Regions from separate parts of the Triticum aestivum genome. Here region 1 is linked to region 2. Evidence: chromatin contacts called from public Hi-C data. All regions are on one chromosome and are shown on one strand. Each heading gives the region's core, a stretch centred on a gene start, on an enhancer-like site or on the middle of the called end of the contact. The rest is flanking DNA. Distances are from core to core; before and after follow the strand shown.

Region 1 (7,042 bases), core at 4,356-6,855, 360 kb before region 2:
CAAGATCGATCTGCGATCAGGATACCACCAGTTGAAGATTCGAGAACAAGATATACCCAAGACGGCTTTTACCACCAGGTATGGGCTGTACGAGTATACCGTTATGTCATTTGGTCTAACTAACGCACCTGCATATTTTATGAACATGATGAAAAAAGTGTTTATGGAGTTCTTGGATAAGTTCGTCGTAGTGTTCATTGATGATATCCTGATTTACTCGAAGAATGAAGAGGAGCATAAGGAGCATTTGCGTTTGGTGCTTGGTAAACTCAGAGAACGTCAACTATATGCCAAGTTTAGCAAATGTGAGTTTTGGTTGAAGGAAGTTGGATTTCTCGGACACGTTATATCCGGAGAAGGTATAGCGGTAGATCCCACTAAAGTTGATACCGTGACCAAGTGGGAAGCACCAACCACGGTTGGAGAGATCCGGAGTTTTCTTGGACTCGCAGGATACTACCGAAGGTTTATTGAGAATTTCTCAAAGATTGCGAAGCCTATGACGGAGTTGTTGAAGAAGGACACCAAGTTCATATGGACTGAGGAATGTGAAGCTAGTTTTCAGGAGTTGAAGAAACATTTGGTTACCTCACCAGTGTTGATTTTACCGGATCAGACCAAAGATTATGAGGTGTATTGTGACGCTTCACGTCGAGGACTTGGAGCAGTTCTTATGCAGGAAGGAAGAGTTGTTTCATATGCCTCACGACAGCTTAAGCCTCATGAGTTGAATTATGCTACGCATGATTTGGAGTTAGCAGCCGTAGTGCATGCATTGAAGACTTGGAGACATTTTCTGATTGGAATCCATTGCGAGGTGTACACGGATCACAAGAGTTTGAAGTATATTTTCACCCAAAAGGAGTTGAACCTCAGACAAAGGAGATGGTTGGAGCTCATCATGGACTATGATATGAAATTGCATTATCACCCCGGCAAGGCTAATGTAGTAGCTGACGCGTTAAGCCGTAAGAGCCATGTCAACACCCTAATGGCGGGAGATTTACCAAGGGAGTTAGCCGAAAATCTTTGAGAGCTATGCTTGGAAATAGTCCCGAAAGGCTATGTAGCAGCATTGAAGATTCAGTCTACGTCGATGGATAAGATCAGAGAAGCCCAAAAGACTGACAAGGAGATTGCTTCTATTAAGGAGAAAATGAGCAAAGGAAAAGTTAAGGGATTTCGCGAGGATGAGCACGATACCTTATGGTTTAAAGACCGTATCTATGTACCAAATGATTCGGAGATCAGGAAGTTAATCTTACAGGAGGCCCATGATTCACCTATTCGATTCACCCAGGAAATACCAAGATGTATTTGGATTTGAAGGATATATTCTGGTGGACCGAAATGAAGAAGGATACTGCAGAATATGTAGCAGTTCACTAAACCACAACACTGATGTAATGACATACAATCTGTCAGGAGAAAGCCCTTAAGAGGGCAGATAAACTGTCGGGATGGTGTTTCTCCCGGCAGATAGAACTGCCACAAGAACGGCTGCCGGGGATTACTTCTCCCAGCAGATAAACTATTCCCGGCAGTTTATCTGCCGCGACCCGTGAATACGCCGGCAGTTTGTTTTCTCCCGGCAGATTGGCCATGGCTTCAGAACAAACACTTACCGGCAGTGGAACTGCCGGCAAAAACATGTTCACCCGGCAGTTAATATGCCTCACATCATGTTTCACTAGCAAACCGTTCTAGGCAATGTATACCTAATTTATTATCCATCCATCGAGCAACTTATACCTGATTTAATATCCATTCATTGTCCTCGGGCAATCAGGAAAGATCACACAACTTGCACATACATACACTTCAATCAACCTTAAACTTCATTCAATTACACATGCCAGACCAAATACACATGTTTCTAGATACATGTATGAAACGACCATATACAAGGAGCTCGTGCTACAAAAGGTTCAGTACATATGTTTTTATATGCGTCACACAACCAAAATGAGCACATAATGGCTTGTGTACCAAAACAACCACCAAATAAGCATAGGAAAACTTGCCAATGTCTCTGGGTTCAGCAAACGAGGCATATATCACTTGACCAAATTAACTGTAGGTCTTCCAAACCTCCAGCAGCTTGCAGATCTTCCACAACTCCATCAACTTATGTACCCTTGGGAAGCCTGCAACAGAACAGAAACTCAAATGGAGCTCTCATTTGATTTTAAATTAACACATTGAAGATTTTGATGTGCTGCAGTTTAACTCATCGACATAAATAAAAATCTTCTAAATGTGTAACACTTCATCATAGCAAGCAATCATTATTACATAATTAGATCAACCATATTACTCAAGAGGCCTTCCTCAATTAGCTCAAGTATTGTTTACATACTAGAGGCTAGGATATGCATTAGCTGGCCAAGTAGTACTCTAAGGTAATGAAATAGGACCTGGAACCTGGATATGAGTAGGTGAGAGAACCCATGAAACACATCTTTATCTGAACTAAAGCAGATAAATATTACCATATCTCAACTAATTCAGGAAAGCAGGCCAAATGTCATATCTAGTACCAGTAGACAATAGCTAGTGTATCCTTTGAGATTCAGTTTGTCTTATTCACATCTAGATGTTTTTTAAGCATGTCACATCTAAGCTCCCGCAAATATATAATGCAACAACAAGAAACAAAAAAACTAGGAAAAAAATGGACCACAAACAGAGTGGACATCGGCTTAGATGTGACATAACTATGTCACATCTAGATGTGTCCTAGACAGACCCAGATTCACAAAAAAGAATCTCCCGCAAATTTTGAAGAGCGGCACATAATAACAAATCATGTTGCCCTATTTTTGAGATATGGAAAACTAACAGAAAAATACTATATTAAAAACCCGAGAGTTATTGCCAATACAAATTATTTTGAACCAATCAGATAAAGCATAACTGCATAAACAGAGGGAGTGTTACCTAAAGACAGAGCATGTAACCACGTGGCATATGTGGTTAGCAACTCAAAACTTGATAAACAATTTAAAGCAGAATATGTGGCCTTTGATCATAGATGGCTGGTGGCTACAAAGAACAGAAATCAATGCATCTTATAAGCTTGCTTGTGGTCGCATTGCTACAAACAGAAATCAATCATTATACATGATATAGTTATGGAAAGAAATGGATCAATTATACATGATATGGAAGGAAAATCTATCATTCTACATAATATAGTTTTTTTTTTTTAAAAAAAAACTATATTATGTAGAACTCAAATGTTGACATCAAAGTAACTGAGCAAAGTACAAGCAACTATCACCTTTGTTTATGACTAGAACTGAACTAGTAGACATCCTGTAGGAAGAGCCTGACACTTATCCACTTCCAACTGCATACATAGAAGCTTTTGCCACTGGGCTACCATGCTCCTGATAAACATTATACAGTATCACATCCCTTCCTTGCTGAGTAAATCAGACTTCAAGAAACAAAAACAAACACCTGAGAATAATCGCACAATTTCAACCCTATATAACATCATTTTTACATCTGAAATAGCTGAGTAACCAAGAAAATTTCAACACTATATCAATGCCCATTACAAGATTACTAATGGCTAAATGACAAAAATAACAAAGAAATCTCACCATTGGCGGTGAAGCGGAGACCATAGGCGGTACCGCTTAGGCGAGGAAGTAGAGGTGAGGCGACACTGCTTGGGGCGAGGATGGAGATGAGTTGCTATCCAGACGTAGTCGACACAACACTGCCTGCTGCGGAGGACGAATAGGAGGCATGCTGTGAGAATGAGAGGAGGACCAATTACACAACAGAACATACAAATCGAAGGACCAAATCAAGGGTGCAGACTGAAATATTGTACTGTACATAGTAGAGTCTAGCACTGCATTCTAGCTCCAAGTCAAAAATCTTTCATGTGCAAATAGGCAGAACATGCTCAGATAGAACAAAAAAATGCATTGAGTTAAACATTTGTAAAGAGTCTACAGGAATGCCATGGAAGATTTCGTGCACATGCAAATGCTCATTTTGTAAACTTCATTAATGTACAGAGTGGAGGGAAACATGTATATTACCTCCTCAGCTTGCTTGTGGTCGCATTACTGCTTTTGCCATGGACTTCTCCACTTCCAACTGCACACATAGAAGGAAAGCTTTTTAAGCAATCAACCATGACTCCATGATAGTCATTGGTAAATTCAATCATAAGAACAAAAGCTCACATGGTTGTGTATGGCTATGAGATACATCGCCCTTGAGCTTGCCCTGTGGTGGTCATGTTCCAGCACCATGAGGTAATTTCTACACGGACATGATATAGTGTTCCCTCTTGCTGAATGAGTAAAAGCAAAATCTATGAATTTCTTTACCCCGTCAATATATGCTTGTGTATTTCTAGCTTTATCCATCCAACTCTTGTCCATTCTTGACCAATTTCACCCAAATAGCCTAACATGCGAAACAAAGTATACTTTTATTAAGGAAAAAAATCTAGTAACAAAATGCATATCATCTTTATCTATTACAGGCAACAAGAAATACAATACGGAGAAGGAATGCCATCACACAACCATATAATGAACTGAAGCATATCATTCAGAATATACAAAAACCAAAATAGCAGTAAGAATGTCATCATCTATATCATAAAAGTGTAGCACCTAGTTTGTCCACATATCGTATTTTACAAAACACAAGCAAAGATGCTACTACTTTGGGGCATCAACTAAACAACTTAGCTAGGTGGACTAAACAAGTGGGCTGAAGACGTAAAAAAATAGCTTTCTTTCATCTCAAATTCAAATAAACTAGAAACCTCGATTAAACAACTTAGTTAGGTTTCAACGAGTCTAATTAAGGTATGCATTGTTAATCACCATACTTCCCCATCCTTCGATCTGAAGGGCTACTAATAGTACTAGTGTTCATCTATCTTTATTTTCAAGTTCCGTTTGCAAACAATGCAAATAACCTTTGAAGATGTTTGGATCATGGTTTTTTCGTCATTATCAGATCATAATTAAAAACGATGATTTGTTCTAACTGCTAGAATAGTTAAGTGCTACTGTTCGAGATTACATACATGTGTAGCTGCACATTCAGATGTTAAAAGAGACAAGAGTTGAAATCTCACCTATTGAAGAGGACACTGGTGAAAGGAAATACATGACGTGGCTGCCTAGGGGAAGGGTACTGAGGAGACAGAGCCGCTCGCGGGAGGGAGGACGCTCCGCTGCTCGGGGGAGATGACGTAGAGGAGGCAGCCCCGCTCAATGCTTTGGAGAAGGCCTGCTCGGTGTGGACCAAGCTCGCGGAGAAGGGGGGTGGTCGCCAGTGGAGTGGCTCCGCGACGTGGAAGGCCGGCGCTGGTGGTGTCGTCCGTGTCCTCGACGGCGCTGTGATGTGGGGTCGACCGCGGCAGCAGTCTGCAGCGGTGGGGTGTGGAGGGCGGAGTCTGCAGCAGCAGCGGGGAGTGGTTGGGGCAGGCGGGGCAGCGGTGGTGTGGTGGAGGGCGCGGTAGCGGCGGTGGGGTTGTGGCTAGGGTTCGCGGCGTATGCGGTCTGGATCGATTTGGGGATGAACTGGATCGAAGTCTCTGGATGAGGGACACGACGCGTCTATATTTTTTCAGGCCAAAAGTCTCGCTCGCTTTTGTGCTCTTGTTGGCGCGCGCTTTAGGCCCAACTCTGTTTTGGTCCCGTGCCATCCCACTCAAAAAAAAATATTTGGTCCCGCGCCAGAGATGGTCCCCCGGCAGATAGCATGCCGTGTCGTAGTTCTCCCGGCAAATGTTGCACCCTCATTATTACCGGCAGTCTTATTGCCCTTGTTTCTTCGGTTTTACCGGCAGTTAAAATGCCCTTAGGTAGTTGTACCGGTAGTACAAAATGTCCCGGCAGTTTATTTGACCTTGATCAGCTATTTCTACCGGCAGTTAATTGCCCCCAATTAAGTGTTATGGTGTAGTGGTTTGTGATGTATGTTAGAGAGTAAAGGCAGAGCATCAGAAGCCAGCGGGATTGCTACAACCATTGCCGATACCCGAATGGAAGTGGGATAAGCTAGGCATGGACTTTATTACCGGATTACCCCGAACACGTTCAGGCTACGACTCGATATGGGTTGTAGTCGATCGTTTGACAAAGGTAGCTCATTTCATTCCCGTGAAGACTACCTATACCAGTGCAAAGTTGGCAAAGATATACATGACCAGGATTGTATATCTGCATGGAGTTCCAAGGAGCATTGTATCAGATAGAGGAACCCAATTTACCTCAAAGTTCTAGAATTAGTTGCATGAAACTTTGGGAACCAGACTGGAGTTTAGCACAGCCTTCCATCCGCAGGCAGATGGACACACCGAGAGAGTCAATCAGATTTTGGAGGATATGCTGAGAGCTTGTGCGCTAGATTACAGATCTAGTTGGGACGAGAATTTGCCGTATGCAGAGTTCTCTTACAACAACAACTATCAATCCAGTTTGAAGATGACCCCTTTCGAAGCCTTGTACAGAAGGAGGTGCAGGATCCCATTGTCTTGGGATGAAGTTGGAGACCGCCAGTTGTTTGGACCGGATCTGATAAAGGAGTCTGAACAGAAAGTGAAATTGATTCGCGATAGGCTCAAGGTAGCTCAGTCCAGGCAGAAGAGTTATGCAGATTCTAAACGCAAGGAGACAGTTTACGAAGTCGGAGACCGAGTTTATCTTCGAGTATCACCACTTCGAGGAGTTAAGCGCTTTGGAGTTAAGGGAAAGTTAGCACCACGTTTTGTAGGACCATACAATGTTTTGGAGCGTATGGGAGAAGTGGCCTACAAATTGGAATTGCCCGAAGGATTGTCAGGAGTTCATGACGTGTTCCACGTTTCCCAGCTGAAGAAGTGTCACGCAGAGATGGCTGAAATACCGTTGAGAGATACGGTACCATTGGAAGCATTTCAGTTGGACAGTGATTTGACCTATGAGGAGAAACCAGTTAAGATTCTAGAGTACGCCAGTCGAGTCACGCGCAGCAAAGTTATCAAGTTTTGCAAGATTCAGTGGAGCCACCACAC
Region 2 (6,604 bases), core at 738-3,237:
TGAATACTTGCATGTGGAATGCACTTCTCTAGGCTAGCCTTCTCATGCCCCATTTCTTTATGTACATAGCTTTATCTAAAAATGGATCTTTGTGTGCAAATAAATTCACCAAGCATCTTCAAAAATAGGGACTTGTTACTGATGCCATTCACCAGCATTTTAAAAAATTAGAGCTATAACTGATTTGTTATTATGAGGGATATGCATATCAGGAGGCCTCGTGGATTTGGATTTTTCACAATTGATACTGTAAAGTACCTGGATACGTCCATCCCATTTGTTTCAGTACATCTGTTGAATTGCCTTTGTTTAGTTATTTTCATATCATTTGCCATGAGATTTGTTTTCCAAATCGGTTGTCCTTCGGATGCTTTGATTTAGTTAACTTTTTTAGTTATTTTCATATCATTTACAACGCTTTCCGTCGTCCGATAAGAACTTATTGATGATCGATCGATTCACCCATGATCTGATGATCTTGCTATAACAAAACCGTATTACATTTCCCCTATCCCCTCTTCCTTATTTTTACTTGCTTCTTCATTGCTCCACTCGAGGTAAGGGCTCTATATAGCTCTTTGGCCTTATGGCTTAGACTGACTGCTGGCCCTCTGCACATGGGCTTGGCTGGGTGAGCTCACGGTCGGTGTCGGCCAATTAGACAGCTTGTCTCCTCAGCTTGATCCCATTGCTCGCACATCAGAACATTGACAATTTATCTTGTTGTACTTGCTTGCTGCTCCATCTTGATCCAGGACTGAATGGTGCCACACTAACTAAACATCTCTTTAGAAGATGGCCAGTTCCTTTTGTCTTGCACATCGAAGCAACCTGAAGATCACATGTACATGTTGTATCATTTATGTCCAGCAATGAACATGATCGAGCATGGTTAATCACACTGAAACTACTCTTTCTCAGTCCAATGGTCAGCTGTTGCATGTTACCTGTTTGTAGATGAATATAGTATCCACAATCAAGTAGTGACAAATCCTTAAGTTTGCTTCTCCTCATATGAACATATGATTTTGTAACACTGGTATTAAGATGCGAGACGGATATCCGTTGTGAGTTTATTTCTGATATATGTCAATGTGCTCATACTGTCTTTCTAGGTTTCCCACGCTAAAATTAGATTTACTATGTTTGCCAATTGAAAGTTTACATGTACTTTAATTATTGATGTATCATTTAGGTTGTCTGTCTTTTTGCCTAAACTAAGCCTATTGTCATAGTTACATTAACAAATATGGTAACTTGATTAACGCGCACAATCCCGTCTCAAGAGGCGTCACCAGGTGGCGCCCCAACCACTAGTTTAGAGGAAAGCGAGAGATAGACAAGAGCTATTTGTCACAACATAGTCATAAGCATGTGATGTGCACACTACATATAATGATATTTTGATATATGTTTCAATAGATAAGCTTATGATTCCATGGCAACACACGAGCAATCAACTAGATTTAGGTTCCTCGGATTAGGAATAGATCGGAAAGAAAGTGACGTGACAGGGCATTCAACAATGACATGGAAGCTACATGCAGATTCAATGGGCAATAGATTTAGAGGTGAATGACGAGAGAAGGTGATGGACGACATGTTCAACGAGAAAGAGCGGCTAGAGGGTTGTGTGGTGTTTCTAAGAATATAGAGAAGAAGATGCTTGTATTTGTGTTTTGGTTGAACATCGCATGCAATGTGCTCATTTGTGAGGAGAAAAATAAGCATTATTTACAAGTTCATTTGTTGGCCTGTGGCAACGTTGGGCAGAAGAGAGTTGTTTCCACCCATAGCCTACCCATTGCTAGAGCAAGAAAAAAAGAGGCCGGTCCCAGGGGAAAAGCAAGAGAAAAGAAGGAGAACCAAACGCGTCGCCGACCCGTTTCCCCGCACCCTCCCCGCGTCCGTCTAACGCGACCGACCGCGCACCCGGCCACCGTAGCCAGCAGTGCGGCCTGGCCGCCAGTACGCAATACCGCGTGCTCCACCCAGGCCGGAAGCTTCCGGAGACCGCCCTGCGTGCCGTGACCATCCTCCGCCCCAACCCAACCCAATCTCCTCCCCTCTACGCACGCCACCCCTCCCCGACTACTTATACGCGCTCCCCGTCGATCTATTCCCCACTCCGCCCCACTTCCTCCCTCCTCTCGATTTCGATTGGAATCGGAGCCAGCTCCGCTGCCTGATTAGCCGGCCGGCCCCGGCCCCGTCTCCGTCCCCATGGCGTCCAAGCGGATCCTCAAGGAGCTCAAGGACCTGCAGAGGGATCCCCCCACCTCCTGCAGCGCCGGTAATTTTCGCCGCCAGATCTACTTATTTATTGCCAGCTAGCTCTACCTATTTACTGCCACTTTCATGGAAGATCCCTCGGTGACAGATGCATGTGTGATGATTTGTCGTTTCCGTGGCCTCGTTGCTAGATATATGTATGTCGATTAATTGAGAGGATCTACTTATTTGCTAGAACTGTAGTCCCGGGGAATCGAGCGCTTTTGGAAATTTCTGTGTATAGCCGGGAGAAATTGCGGTAACCAGTAAGGATCTCAAAGGGAGGGCAAACCGTTGTGGACCAACTGGTCGCTGGTCATCCTGAGCCGATACAGTTAGCCTACTGGCACACATAAAATGGTAGTTGTACTGTTCCTGCAAGAAAAACTGTGGCAATGGACCAAACACCTACTGCAAATAGTCATGCTCGCCTTCATTTCTTTCGTATCTGTGCTCCCGGTTTAACATAGTACTTCCCCCTTTTGAACACGTAATCAGTAATTACATTTTTACATATGCTTGGACGTGGATGCGTGGGGTACCCATTAATATGAAAAGTTTTAGTCCAGCATTCCATAACATGTTAGCCTGTGGGGCACCCATGAATACGCATGGTTGTAGTCAAGCATTCCTGAACGTCTTAACCTTGGAAGTACTTCCGTGGTAGTTTGCTAAGATAATGTGTTGTTACCGTACTGTTATCGAAGTATCATACTTGGCTACCGATTTGTTGGCAAAATTTCTTCTAGCTGCATAGACACTAAAAATGATGAGGACTTCCTGATATGATCGACAGTTACTCATTCTTACAGCATCTGGACTTCTGGTTTAACATAGTAGTTACCATCTTGCACAAGTAGTCAATCATTACATCATTACATCTTGATGGAATGAAAACATAAACATTGGGGCTATCTGTAGTAAATAGTTCTTGCGTGAATGCGTGGGGTACCCCTGAATATTCTTAAAACATTCTAACCTGGGAAGTACTTCTGTGGTAGTCTGCTATTGCTAGTAATAATGTGTTGTTACCATGCTTTTTTTTGAAGTATCACATTATGGCAATTCAAATTGAGGCTCCAATGAGTGACTAAAACATATGGTTTCACTGAACAGGCCCTGTGGCAGAAGATATGTTCCACTGGCAAGCAACGATCATGGGCCCATCGGAAAGCCCATATGCTGGTGGTGTATTTTTGGTTACTATTCACTTCCCCCCAGACTACCCATTCAAACCACCGAAGGTATGTAGTCAATATCACTTCCAGTGCATGCAATGTTCTGAAATCATTCCTAGGAGGATACAAGAGTGCCTTCTCAATTCTGTACCTCTCTGAGCTTTCCCAAAGCCCTGATATAAGAAACTTCCTTGCCAGCGTCGTGCAGAAATTCCCCTCATATTTGCCAATGCATGCTTAATTAGTCTGTCAGCCTGGTAAAATGTAAAGTTGCTTAGGCCAGAGACAGATGAATGGTTCATCTTTTAGCACCTCCCTTTTCTGTTTGCATCTTACTGGACCTGTATACCAAAACATAGTACTAACTGGAGTATTAAGCTTGCCAAATTTTTGTCAATGCATGCTTAATTAGTCTTGTCACAATTCAAGGCCTTGGCTTGTACTGTGGATGATTATTCCATAATGGTGATGATCTAATTTATTTATTGAGATCATTAGAGAAGCTGCCAGCTAGGACATAACTGCTCTAGAATGGGAATTCAGATGCATGTTACATAACCATGAATACCTCTCCTGCTTGTCACTTATGTTGTTTTTCTGTTCCATGTTAATGTTCTTTGTCAGGATAAAGTATTTGTGCAGTAGCAATGGTCTAACTGGAGTATTAAGCTTGCCAAATTTCTTTTAACAATTCATGTAAATCTGGAATACTTATCTTGAGCTCCAAAGCCATCTAGCTAAATTCTTATGGAAATAATTTTGCAGGTTGCATTTAAAACAAAGGTTTTCCACCCAAATATCAACAGCAATGGGAGCATCTGCCTTGATATCTTGAAGGAACAATGGAGCCCTGCATTGACAGTTTCAAAGGTGACGTGATTCTTCTTTTCATGGTTTTGTAACAAACCTGGTCATGCCAACCAAGAGCGATACCTGTCATTGAGCTGGAGCTCCAGCAGTTTTAATTCTTATAGCTTAGACAAAGCATGTCAAAGTTAAACGCCCACCTTGCAGCATTTGTTCTCCAGTTGCACGTTTACCTGACAAGCCCCTATTTCCAGGTGCTCCTTTCAATCTGCTCTCTACTAACAGACCCGAACCCCGACGACCCGTTGGTTCCGGAGATTGCACACATGTACAAGAGTGATCGTGCGAAGTATGAGTCCACAGCGAGGAGCTGGACCCAGAAGTATGCAATGGGCTGACCTTGTGAGCCTAGGTGGAGGATGATGTTGGAGCCATCTTCGCTTGTTACACCTAATGTATCTTTGTTCCTGTTCTGCTGCTGCTATATGGGATTGTACTGTCCACCTACCTGACTGAATTCAAGTGTCATATTGTGAAGTGATGGCAGAAGGCCTCTATGGGTCTATGGGTGCACCCATCCAACAAATTAATAGAGATGGGAACTGAAACTAAAGTTGTTCCGTTGCTTGACCTGATTGGTGTCCTCGTCTTTTCCCCCTTATTTACTGGATGTTGTGAATGCTACTCTTGCATTTGTTGCTGATGAAGCTTAAAATGACTTATTGTTAGATGTAAAAATCTAAAACATACGTAAAATTGCCTGACATCACTTTGTTGGTTTTTTGCTATGATGGCCCTGTTTGGATCTATGGGTTAGAGTTAGTTTCAGCTAGTTTGGGCTCAAATAGCCCTAAAGTATCCAAACATTAGGCTTATTTTACGAAAACACTAACGCCCACACATGTGGGCGTTACCCAACTCGCCCACACGTCCGGATCGCCGTTCACTGTCTTTTGCACGAATCTTGACATGAAAAGGTGGATTTGGTGTGCCACGTAGGACGGGGCTGGTGTGTGGGCGTTGGAGATTTTGCCCACACGCCCGCACCACGCTGTTTGCCAGCTGCGTTGTGTGGGCGAACTGCTTTTCGCCCACACAGCCACCACCTAGGTCATGCGCGTGTGGGCGAACTGTTTTTCGCCCACACGACACTTCTACCTTGTGGATGGCAACTGCACTTACGCGAACGTGGCAACTCGGTACACACACATGGCAACTGTGATTCTTTACTACACGGCAACTGCAGTTACGCGAACGTGGCAACTCGGTACACACACATAGCAACTGTGATTCTTTGCTACACGGCAACTGCAGTTACGTGAACGTGGCAACTCGGTACACACACATGGCAACTGTGATTCTTTGCTACACGGCAACTGCAGTTGCGCGTACGTGGCAACCAGATAAACATACATGGACACTGTGATTAACAATACATGGCAACTATGGTTGGACCACACGTGACAACTAGGTAAACACACATGGTAACTACTGTTTTGACCATATGTGGCAAGTAATTAATCACACACGGCAACTACGGTTTGATTACACGCGACAACTACCATAAATTAGACATGTCAACTATAGTTAACCAAAACAGATAGAGTTGCCATGCTTTTACAACTACACTTGCCATCCCAAATAACTACATCTGCCAACCAGGATGGCAACTAAATCGTCATCCCGCGGGGTACCAAACGTAGCTGTGTCAGGACGTGTGGGCATTTTTGTTTCGTGCCACACGCACGGGGTGGAGATGAGTAGTATTTTGTTGGACGTGTGGCACGAAGTAGCCGCGCCCACACGTATGAGCAATTCTAATGTCCGCCCACACACAGCCCGTGTGGGCTGCCTCCTACTCACACCACACACGGTGTGTGAGTGCACTTCGTATATGCCACACGTGTGGCAGTTATCAGCGTCCTTATTTTAAGCTAGTTGCATCTAACCCACCCAAAAAACTATCCAAGAAACTATCCCACCCAAGAGATACTAATTGGACCTAGTTTTTTTAATGCATTTATTGTCAATCTAATATTGTCATCCAAACACCTGTTTGGCTAGAGTTGGTTAGTCATGAGTTGGAAACTAACTCTAACCTCTAGCTAGCTAAGTTAGAGTATCTAAACAGAACTGATGTTTCGATGTTTGATCTGAATGGAAACACTGAATGCCCACTCTATTCAACTAGAACCCTATTTTTCTAGTTCTTATGATGCACCGGGAGCTTATAGACAAAAAAAAACTAATCAGTTTAATAGTCCCTTATGGCTACGGTGGAACCTCGATCAACGTGTCATTGGGTCAAGAGAAGCTTTGATTGAAGTTCAATATGAATCTTTGGGTAC

What was found. Hi-C and Micro-C count contacts between places; a contact is called where the count stands out from the background.
Region 1: a Hi-C map of leaf shows a contact between it and region 2, with 4 times the contacts expected there. The contact joins the promoter of LOC123147878 here to the promoter of LOC123147877 in region 2. A contact is called at or near these places in 2 of 5 Hi-C or Micro-C datasets (both in leaf).

Annotation. Positions count from the first base shown.
Region 1 is chr7A:509,540,270-509,547,311 of IWGSC CS RefSeq v2.1, reverse strand. LOC123147878 reads right to left here and starts at 5,605. Exons shown (of 7, transcript XR_006473533.1): 1 at 5,120-5,605; 2 at 4,356-4,434; 3 at 4,209-4,251; 4 at 4,062-4,119; 5 at 3,612-3,737; 6 at 2,941-3,442; 7 at 1,805-2,147.
Region 2 is chr7A:509,175,437-509,182,040 of IWGSC CS RefSeq v2.1, reverse strand. It overlaps LOC123147877 (ubiquitin-conjugating enzyme E2 28), which reads left to right and starts at 1,987. Exons shown (of 4, transcript XM_044567195.1): 1 at 1,987-2,293; 2 at 3,388-3,515; 3 at 4,215-4,319; 4 at 4,511-4,886. The coding sequence starts at 2,224. The coding sequence ends at 4,654.